Regions from separate parts of the Mus musculus genome. Here region 1 is linked to region 2. A link is a contact called in public Micro-C data. All regions are on one chromosome and are shown on one strand. Each heading gives the region's core, a stretch centred on a gene start, on an enhancer-like site or on the middle of the called end of the contact. The rest is flanking DNA. Distances are from core to core; before and after follow the strand shown.

Evidence for each region. A called contact is a pair of places that touch in the nucleus more often than the background predicts.
Region 1: a contact with region 2 is called in a Micro-C map of brown adipocytes, with 2.2 times the contacts expected there. The contact joins the promoter of Eya1 here to the enhancer-like site in region 2. A contact is called at or near these places in 3 of 484 Hi-C or Micro-C datasets (brown adipocytes, embryonic stem cells and granulocyte-monocyte progenitors), 3 of 115 datasets of contacts at active chromatin or transcription factors (embryonic stem cells and neural progenitor cells) and 3 of 9 other capture datasets (adipose tissue, liver and pancreatic islet).

Annotation. Positions count from the first base shown.
Region 1 is chr1:14,308,669-14,313,400 of GRCm38.p6, forward strand. Eya1 (EYA transcriptional coactivator and phosphatase 1) reads right to left here and starts at 1,531. Exons shown (of 18, transcript NM_001310459.1): 1 at 978-1,531.
Region 2 is chr1:14,219,556-14,225,020 of GRCm38.p6, forward strand. All of the region lies in intron 11 of Eya1 (EYA transcriptional coactivator and phosphatase 1), which reads right to left. Among named protein-coding and RNA genes, the nearest start is that of Eya1, 88 kb to the right of the region's middle. Within about 2 kb of position 4,011, at least 21 of the 459 cell types and tissues checked have an H3K27ac peak or open chromatin away from gene starts, as enhancers often do. A contact at or near this core is called in brown adipocytes and granulocyte-monocyte progenitors, where this site is marked.

The DNA.
Region 1 (4,732 bases), core at 281-2,780, 87 kb after region 2:
AAAATAAAACCTTCTCTGAAAGACATTAGAAAGACAACTTCAAACCTATACAGCTACACACCATGATTCCCAGCTAACAAGTTTCTATACCCCTGGCCATCTTAAGAAATGAAACTTAAAAACACTTGTCTAAACTCAATGACAGTTCATAATGTATTGAATTATTGCAAACGTTATGCTTAAATGTCTTCAAAATTCCTCCCAAGAGTGTAAGCCTATGAGTTGTTAGCAATTCAAATACTGATTTTGAAGGGCCGTGCTTTACACGAATATTCAAAAGTTTCAAAATCTGGAGTTTAGCTTCCAAGTGCATTCAAATCACAAAAAGGGCCAGAGAGGGACAAATACTTTAAGGGACCAAAGGCTTATTGTATCGAATACTGAAGATGAGCCTGCTTAGTAAAGTCTTTGATAAATTTGCTTTGGAACAAAAAGGTGTCCTTCTTGAAAACATAGTTATCAGCTCGTTGTTCATCTGCTGAGTTTTCCGTTGTAAACCTTTCCTCATTTATCAACCTAGCCGTAGAAAAAGTGATCTGTGTAATAAATACCACTAAGTATACCTTTCGTACCTATACATCTATGTATGGATATAACCCTGTTCAATACCACTCAATATTCTGGGGCTAGTGCAGCAATTAAGAAAAGATATGAAATAATTCCCCCGTCTGAGAATATTACCTAGTGTTCTACTTATCTATAAAAATCAGAACAAAAGTAGTTAATTTGCAATGATCCTTTAATGATCCTAATGGCTCCGATCATTTGGAGGGTAAAGATTACAATTTTACGACGGAACCCAGCGGCTTCTAAAGTCCCAGAAACAGTGTTATTGTTTTCCCCAAGCCACAGTGCTTTTTTTCTTTGAAAACAAACCAAAACCCTAATAAAGGCTCTCCAGTTATCTCGGGCTTTGCCCACCAGACAGTAAGTAGTACTTGGTCATTACAGTTTTTCAAACACCAGCTTGTACTTACAGCGCTCACATCTGCTGCCTCCACCGGTTTAGTGTGCTCCTTGGAGTTTTCTGTGTTAGCAGACCTCCATTCCTGACATAGTTTGGCTGCTGTGCAGGAACACGGGGACCCGGGAGCTCTCAGAGGCGCTGTGACGCGGCTGGCAGCGGAGCGCAGAGGCCGGGGATTGCCCGGCTCCCGGGGACTGCGCCCGGGCGCTGCTGCAGGCTCGGGCTGTGGAGCGACTGAGCGCGATCGCCTTCCCCAGGAAGGACCCCGCCACCGCGCACCGCCACAGGAAGGCTTCCAGTCGGAAGTGGCCCTGCACACTCGCTACCTCGCCGCAAGCTCGGAGCCATCAGCTCGCCGCGGTCTGTTTGGGAACGGCTTTGCGCCCCAGCGAACGGCAGCGGCAGATAGCATCTGAGACGCCTAGACAAAGAAACAGCAAAATCTCATCCCCCGATTTGTTTGCGCAGCCTTGTAGGTCTGCCCACGAAGCCTCGGGGCTTTTTGTTTTGTTTTGTTTTTGCAACGCAAACCACAGCTAGTCTCTTGTCCTAACCTTATTGGTTTAAATGCAACAATTGAGAGGAGCAGAGCTTGGTCTGACTCAACCTCGCTGCTTTAAAAAAAAATTTATTATGTAAATGACGCGCCCCATGATATCTGAATAAACAGCTGTGGGGGAAGAACTTGTGGGAACCTCTGTCAACACACACACATCCTCCCGCGCCAGTAGCTCCCAATTAAGATCTTTGGGGAGTAGTTGCATGTTATCTTTTACACTTTTTCAATACTTTTTTTAAAATTTTTTTTGAGGACCTGAAACTTAGGAGAACGGATACTTTTAACACTTTTTCCTAAAGTACCTACCTACTTACAGGTCTGGAGAAGATTTAAAAAAAAAAAGCTGTTTCTATGAAGTAGAGGGAGAATGGGCAAACGTGTTAGCTATTAGCAGCTTAACAATGAAAGCCTGGCGGAGGATTCTGCAAGGGTTGCTAGGAGGCCAAAGGCTTCAGTTCTTTGGCTAGGACCCAGATAATATTTCACCATTAACATTTTTAAATGGGTCTTGAGAAGAGATTCGTTTAGTCTGGAACTTGCTTTGCAACTTATCCTTTTAAAAACTCACAACCTTAATTCAGAATCTATGAGTTAGGCGTTCGTTCGGTGACACCTAGGAGCTGAGCTTCAGTTAACAAACTATGTTTTATCCAAGTCAAGGGTTTAGCCATTATGATAATTTGTAATCTTGAAAGAAGGCGTCTCCTTATATGGGTTAATATTTTGTCGGTCCTATATCACAGTTTAAATGCAAATGCAAACTAACACTCACTCTGAAATTAAGTCTGGATATGCATTTTAAGAAGGTATTTTTATCATCACCAATATTTCTATTCTATGTGCTCTTTTTATTAAAAAAAAAGTCTCCTTATTTTAATTTCTCACCTTGGTATGAACATGTTTTTACATCACAGTAACTTCACATCAACTAATAGAGGAGATAGATGGGTCCTACCTTAACTCTGCCAATTAGGAAACGAAAGCACCTTCAGATGATGCAAACAAAACCCAACTAAATGGTTCTAAGGACCAAAATTCCAAACAGGAGTTCTCCCTTCCCCTCCTAGAAAGGATGCCAGTCTAAATTCCTTGCAAAGGAGCACTTTGTCAAACCTAAGAGGCAGCTGGGACTTCAAACTCACCTAGGATTTCATCTTGTTCAGCACCAGCAAGGAACCATGAGCTAGGTATCTACCATATTTGGGAAGCCAGGTCAAAAAAACAGTTGATTGCTATTGGATCATATATGCAGCTGACATAGTTACGTTACCTCCTACAGCACTCTCTCAGACCAGAAGGATCAGTTATTCAACATACCAAAGTGCATGTGCAGAAAAAACAAAGTCTATTATGGAGTTTTCTGTTGCAGTCAGGTAAAATCTAATGCTACATTAGTTCTATTTACAATACCAAGCACCCAGACAGTAACTTCTTTTGCACTTAGATTTGTTACTAAATTACCCAAGACATAACATTTGACCTCTGGCTTAAACTTTACCTTCAGCTATTGCATTCATGCTTCCTATAGGTTAAAATTATTTTGGACATGTATTGCTCAAATGTCATTCATGCAGTTCATAAAAGATTATAATATTGGAGAACCCAGAATGTGCACACTCTGTGAAGTCAAAGCGGCAGAAATACCATGTCAGTTTTACATACAAGTTACTTGTCTATGTTACAGTCAAATTTATCGTATTACATGTACTTTTGTAATGAAATTCAATAATTTTTATTTAAATAACCAAGCAAAATGCCTTCAAAGAAATGACTCGTGTAATTATGAATAAAATTAGGAAAGATATGATGAATTTAATGTAACCACTAATGGGTATAATATAGCTCATACCTCATAATTATGAAACACACAGCTTAGTCACTGGTTAGAAGAAATAACCATGTGCATATTTACCACTCTTAAATAGTTTCCTTTTTCTTAAGCAAAGCTAAATGTATTAAAAAGAATCACATGTTTACTTATAAATTTTGTCTGGTTACTAACCCCAAATATGTAGTAATTATTCCATATGCAGCTTGAACCCAAAGTATGATATGCTATGATAGATAACCAAAAGGTAATATTATGAAATTTTTATCAACTATAATTATATAACTTGATCACATACCACAAAGAACCAAACTGTTTCCTAAATCCGCCCTAGAGCTTACACAAAGCTGAGGGAAGTTTGCTGGAAAGTTCAGGCTGAGTGGGATGTTTGAATACCCTAACAGAGATGCAAAGATCTTTCAGATAACATTCTTACCACCAAGCAGGTTTTATTGGCCAGGGCAGCTCTTGCCTGAATATGCTCCCACTCAGACATCAGATGTCTGCCATTCTCATAAACGTTTCCAGTACCTTTAGATTAGGACAGAATTTTAAATAAAGATATGCTCACAAAAATCAACAAACATCCTTAGACAAGGTCCAAAGCAAGAGAGCCCTTGCAACAATACAAGGGAACAGTTTCTCCACCTACAGGAACAAATAGCTAATTAACTACATTAACATAAGAAATGCTGAGAAAGTCTGGCCAAGGCACAGTAAAGGATTCCCCTTCCATTTCAGTAATGGCAGCTGATTGGTCGGAAGGGCCGGAAGGGCCTCGAACTTTCCAGTAAAAGATGTCTTCTCCTCCTCCTCCTGCTTACCCCGTAGATTAAGCACCCATGCCCTTTCCCTAGTTTCTCTGCACATGCAAATCTTGAGAGGTGACTGTTTCTCAGGAGGAATGGCAGTGAGTTTCATAATTTAATTAACACTTTAAGGACAGACAAAACGAAGTGACTACTGCCCCCCCCCTCTCACAGGATTAAAATCAACAATATCAGAATATACAGTGTCTCACAATTTAAACTGTTGGAAGTATGGAAAGAAAATATCCCAAAATATCATAGTTCAATTCCCCCTGCCTCCTGGTATATTTGTGTTTCTTTTGCTCTGCACCATAGCACTAGAGTGCTAGCTTCTTTGTAGCCCCCTGGGTGGGGCGTGTAACTGAGTAGTTGGTCAGTGAGCCTTGATGTTCTGTGGACTGGTCCCTTCCATGGCACGTGCTTTCTCCATTGGCGTGACATCTACAGTGAGGGGTCCTGCTTCCAAGTACCCTTCAGTTGAAACACAACCAAGAAAAACATCCTCTATTTATTTTAAGAATGATATTAAATCCACCAAGCAAAATGTCTACCAACATTTGCTAAATGCT
Region 2 (5,465 bases), core at 2,761-5,260:
AGTCATTTCCGTCTTATTATAAAAATCTTTATTATAAATTTATTATCTTTAAATAGAAATGTCAGTGAAGATTTTTCACTGTTTGGGGAACCTGAAAAATTCTTCCAGTTCTGATGAACTCAGATGACTTAGAAGCCATGGTTAATTAAAAACCAGAATAACTTATCAAATAAATCATAAATTAATGAAATAAAATCAAAATAAAAAACTCTGAATTTTGCTCTTTACATTGTTATCATGCTCCCATTTTCAATGTACAAGTATGTTTAAAATATATGCTGTCTATTGCATAGCTCATTCCCATACATGTACCCTACTTTTCCTTCAAAATCAGGGCTACACCGATCCCTAGCAATCACTCTGCTGCTTTGAAGGGCAAATTAAAGTGTATCTAAAGCATATCGCATTCTTTACGTTGCTATTTATTCATCTTAAACCTAAGATGAAGAGAGCGTGTACAAGACAGTTCAACTTTTACAGAAATTACAAGCAGGAGCTCTGGCTATGGTATTTATATTTTTAATTCATGCAAGTGCACCTGGGGCTGTTAAAAGCTATCTTCCCTGGTTCTATGTGGGCAGCAAAGCATAGCAGGAAGCAATCACTGCTGACTGGTGACACATGAGCAGGCTTACAAGGGTTTGTCAGCTCAATGTGAAAACCATGCTCAAGCCAAGCACAAATCTTTGGGGGAATATCAATCAAATGAAAGGAAACAAATATTTGTTTAAGCCCCTTAAACAGTACCTTATTTAGAATGCTAATACTACAGACACAAACAGGGCCTGCCTGTCATTTAAAAATTCCCTCTATTCAGGAGCTTTTGTTTTGAGAGAAAAGGATGCTGAAAAACAGGAATGGGCACTTTGAGGACTGAAGTGGTTTATTTTTAAAGCTCCATGCTAGTTGTTCACTGGATGGAGTTTGATGGTACGGTTTGTAAATTGCTTACTTATCTGAGAAAAAAAATATTGTGAGATGTTTATTTCTTTTACAAAACAATGAAGGTTTCTCAAGGGGCGTGTTCTACTACCAAGTCCCAGGGTTCCCCTAAAGGCTCTCTTTCTACCTGACAGGCACCCAGGGGGTGATGGCTCTGTAGAGGGTAGGAAGGCCATCTCACTGGGTAGCTGGGGTGAAATGCTGTTTAGAATGTTGGATGTAGTTCTATTGTCAATTAGGGAATAATCCATGAGAGCTTACACACTTTAGAAAAGCAGATCATGGTTGAACTATTGCCTGGTTGAGTTGGACACAGAATATCCAGTAATGTTAAGCAGGTCATTTTTCCTGACCTTAGCCTGTGTTCATTTTTTTTTTTTTTTAATTTAAGAGATGCCCTTTCAACATCAAGGAAATAATAACCTAGTAGAGAATTAAGAGAAAGACCTTCACCACTGTAAAGATTAATTTCAATTGTGGAGAACACCCAATGAATCCCAAACATGGGACAATTGCCAAGACAGTGGTATAAAGAGGAAGGAAAAGGAAGAACAGTAGTGTGCACCCAGCCAATTGGCCTCCACACTCAGAGCCCACAGATGCCAAGGGCAAGACCAACAGCTAAATCCAATCAAAGGACCTATCAAGATCTCATTTGTGACTACTCTCCTATCTCTCTCTCTCCTTTCTAGTGTTACAGCCACTCTTTAGATCATTTTTCCTTCCTATGCTAAGCACTGCACAATGATTTTCTCTGCTATCAGATTAGTCTCAGCTGTACATTTCCATTGTGTTGGTACCTTGTGTGATATTTCTCATGGCATCCCCATGCTCACGGAGTAAGTTCTTCACACTATATTCTGCCCACAACACTACTTTGAAGACTATGTTTTAATCCTGGTGTTGTCTGGTAATAGATGTACTTTGTGTGAGTAATGTTAAGTATTCCCTGCCAATTCTTTTCATTGAAAGCCTTAGAAGTTGGATGAAGCGTCACCAGCCTTATTACCATATTGACACAGGTTCTGCCATTCATTTTCTCCAAGGATGATCCTATATGCTTTATAGGTATGGGTTTTTGGTATATATTCTTGTTCTAACAAAATATACAGGGCCACCCATCACATGTGCTGGACCCCAAAACAAGAAATAGCAGGTTTCAGACAGGCAATGCCAACAGTAAGTACATTTTTGGATGCTTGGCACTGTTTTCCAGCAACATCTAGGATTGCTTCCACATTTCAGATGGGGTCATCAAGGAGGCAGAAGTGACTGAGATCCAAGGTGGTTTTTGCAAAGTCTCGGAGAAAAGGAGACGGCTGGGGATAGCAAGCCAGAGCAATGGTGGGGAGCTGTTGTGATTCCGCTCCTTAGCTCCATCCAATTTGCAGTGGTGAGCAAGCAAACTCGGCTGCACCAATGTGGGCAGTCAGATAATGGGCCCCTATGGATGCTCTAAGTACCTGAAGTTCTGAGCTAAGAGGAAGGTGATGGTAAATAACGGGAAAGGAAGTGGCATTGGGACAAGGGTGAGGACAAAGGAAGAGGAAGTTTATTCAGTCCGGCATGTCTTTCATGTTCAAGAAACGTATTTTCATCTAGGTGTGTTTTTATTTTGTTTTTGTGTTGTTGTTTTGTTTGTTTTTCGGCTGCCCTGAAACTAGCTCTGTAGATCAGGCTGGCCTCCAACCCACAGAAATACACCTGCCTCTGCCTCCCAAGTGCTGTGGTAAAAAGGCATGCACCACCACTGCCCTGCTTGTTTTGAGGCTTTATATTCTATGCCATCCCACAGCATCCGCAGGTTGTATTTGGGACCATATGTTACCTTCTCATTTTGACCCAATTTAACATTAACATACAAAGAAGAAATCCTTTGGGATATCTGTCTTCTTCCAGGTCCCCAGACATAAGGCCGGGGCTCTTTGCTAGGGTTATTAGAGCCCCCAGGGACTGTAGAAATGATGTGGGTTCACGCACAGGTCAAAATTGAGAACTAGCTCTGTGACTGCTGCATGTTCATTAAACTTGGGAGAAGGAACTTGAAGAGGTTTAAGGTCATCTTCAGGGTGTGAGGCAAGCCGGGGTTACATAAGACCATGTCTCAAATAGAAAAGTTTAATTGTGTTTGCATCATTTCCTGTTAAAACTGTTAATTGTGTTTGCGTCATTTCCTGTTACAACTGTTAATTGTGTTTGTGTCACTTCCTGTTACAACTGTTAATTGTGTTTTCGTCATTTCCTGTTACAACTGTTTCTTAGAAGGCAGTGCCATCTCTCTAATGAATTTGCTGGCCTAAGCTTCACCAGGTTCCAAATTCATATCGCTGATGCTTACACGGCTTGATTTCACAGCCAGCCACAGTGCTGTGGTCCCCATATCCCAAAGGGATGAGGAAAAGGAATCAGAACTAACTCAAAGTTCAGAGGAGAGGAGAGACCTTTCTCTTAAGGGGCAGAAAAATCAGGATTTCAGGCTTACATTTCCTGTGGCACATATTCTTGTTTTGGTTTTAAGAATACTTTACAAAAATGAAATAAGCCTCTTAGCTTAAAGAAGCTGCATAAAGCAGGCTGTGGAGCATATTTGGCCTATGGATTAGGGTCTATCAGTCTCTGGTCTAAATGCTGAAAAACTGGGAGATGTGGAAATTGCATGAAATACAAATCCTAAAAGTATAGATCTGGTTTTCTTGGACCATGGCCATGTTTGTTTCTGCACCATCCCCAGCTGCCTGAGCACTGTCAGGAAAAGTGGGAGAGTTATGCCACCATTGTGACTCTGGTCCAGTTCCAAAATGGAGGGAACAATTTTAAGTGTCTAGACCCTCTTGGGAATTTAGCATTCATTGTCTGTCAAACAGAGGAAGATGAAGCAACTACCATCACTGGCCAATCGGAATACCCAGGTGAAATGATCTAGAAGAACTGCTCCTACCACTACCCCACCCTCATACAGTAAATGCTTATTCCCACGAGAGAGGCTCAGGCAGCATAAGGTCACAATGACATTCGAGAGTCTCTTAGAACCTTGGCACATTCTACCGCAAACACTTAAAGTGCAGCTGAAAGCTCAGTAGGTCATATGCCTTTCTTCCTATTGGCTTTTGCAATCAGTGAGATTTGGGTTAAGTGCTGGAGTAATCCTGCAAGCCAAGCATTAAGCTCAAGCTCAGTGGATGTGCAGTTGACTCTCAATCAGAATATGAACTTGGAACTGAGACAGATATACTTGAACTTAAGTCTCCAATTTCTATCATACCATAAGACATGTCACATACTGCAATTCATGAGGTTGAAGCCACTGCCACCATATTACTCACTGGCAATCTTGCTGGGATTCAAGAATTTTATTGTTGTTGTTTTCTGATATTTAAGGCAAGGGATTTGCTGTTGCAGTTGTAGTTAACAATAAGGTCTCGTCTATATTCAAATATATGTACTTACCATTTGACAAAAGCCAGGTATAATATTCTGTTTTAATTATTTTGTGTGTGACCTCAAATCGTGTTGATTCACAATCTATAAATTAAGTTTAGGAACAAGCTAGGAGGAGGACTACATGTCTGTAATCCCAGCACTTGGGAGGTAGAAGCAAGAAGATCAAGGTGTTCAAGGCATCCCTTGACTTCATAGGTAGTTTCAGGTCAGCCAGGGCTACATAAGACTGTCTCAATTAATAGTAGCAACAACAAGCTAACAAACAAATAAATAAAACAGCCTACTAGCCTGGGAAGCAAGCTCAACAGCATCACTACTGAATTCAGTGAGTATCAGACAATTTAGTGTGAGGAGGACCCGTAATTAAACCTGCTTCTCTTTCTGCCATCCTTTTCTATCTTAAGTGTTTATGGTTTGGTTTTGTATAAAATAAAATTTGGGTTGTAATACTATTAATTTCCACACTAACCAAAACTCCAGGAATGAGGGATACTAATTAGCAATAAAGAGTGTTGTGCTTCCAGCAGGAGCCTAGCATGACAGCCATCTGAGAGGCCCGACCCAGCAGCTGACTGAGACAAATGCAGATACCCACAAGCAGCAAACATTGGACAGAGGTCCCGGACCACTATAGAAGAGTTAGGGAATAAGGCCCTCAAGGTGATAGCAACCCTACAGGAAGACCAAAAGTGTCAAAACCTGGACTCCTGGGAGCTCCTAAAGACCAAGCCACCAACCAAAGAGCATACATGGGCTGGTCCAACCCCCTCTCCCCACATATACATAGCAGAGTCTGCCTTGTCTGGCCTCAGTGAGAAAGGCTACAGCTAATCCTGTGGAGACCTGATGCAGCAGGGTGGGCATAATAACTAGGAGGGGGCAAAGGGGCAAAGGGCATGGGGGATGAAGGAAGGAACTCTGACAGGGGGACATGGAGGGAAGGAAGCATTTGGGATGTGAATTAATTAATTGATTGATTAAAAACGACATTTAATAAAAGGAAAAACACTGTTTCTTATAAGCATGAAAAGAAAAAGAGTAAGTATTGAGGGATCAAAGAACTTGGCTAAAGATACAACATT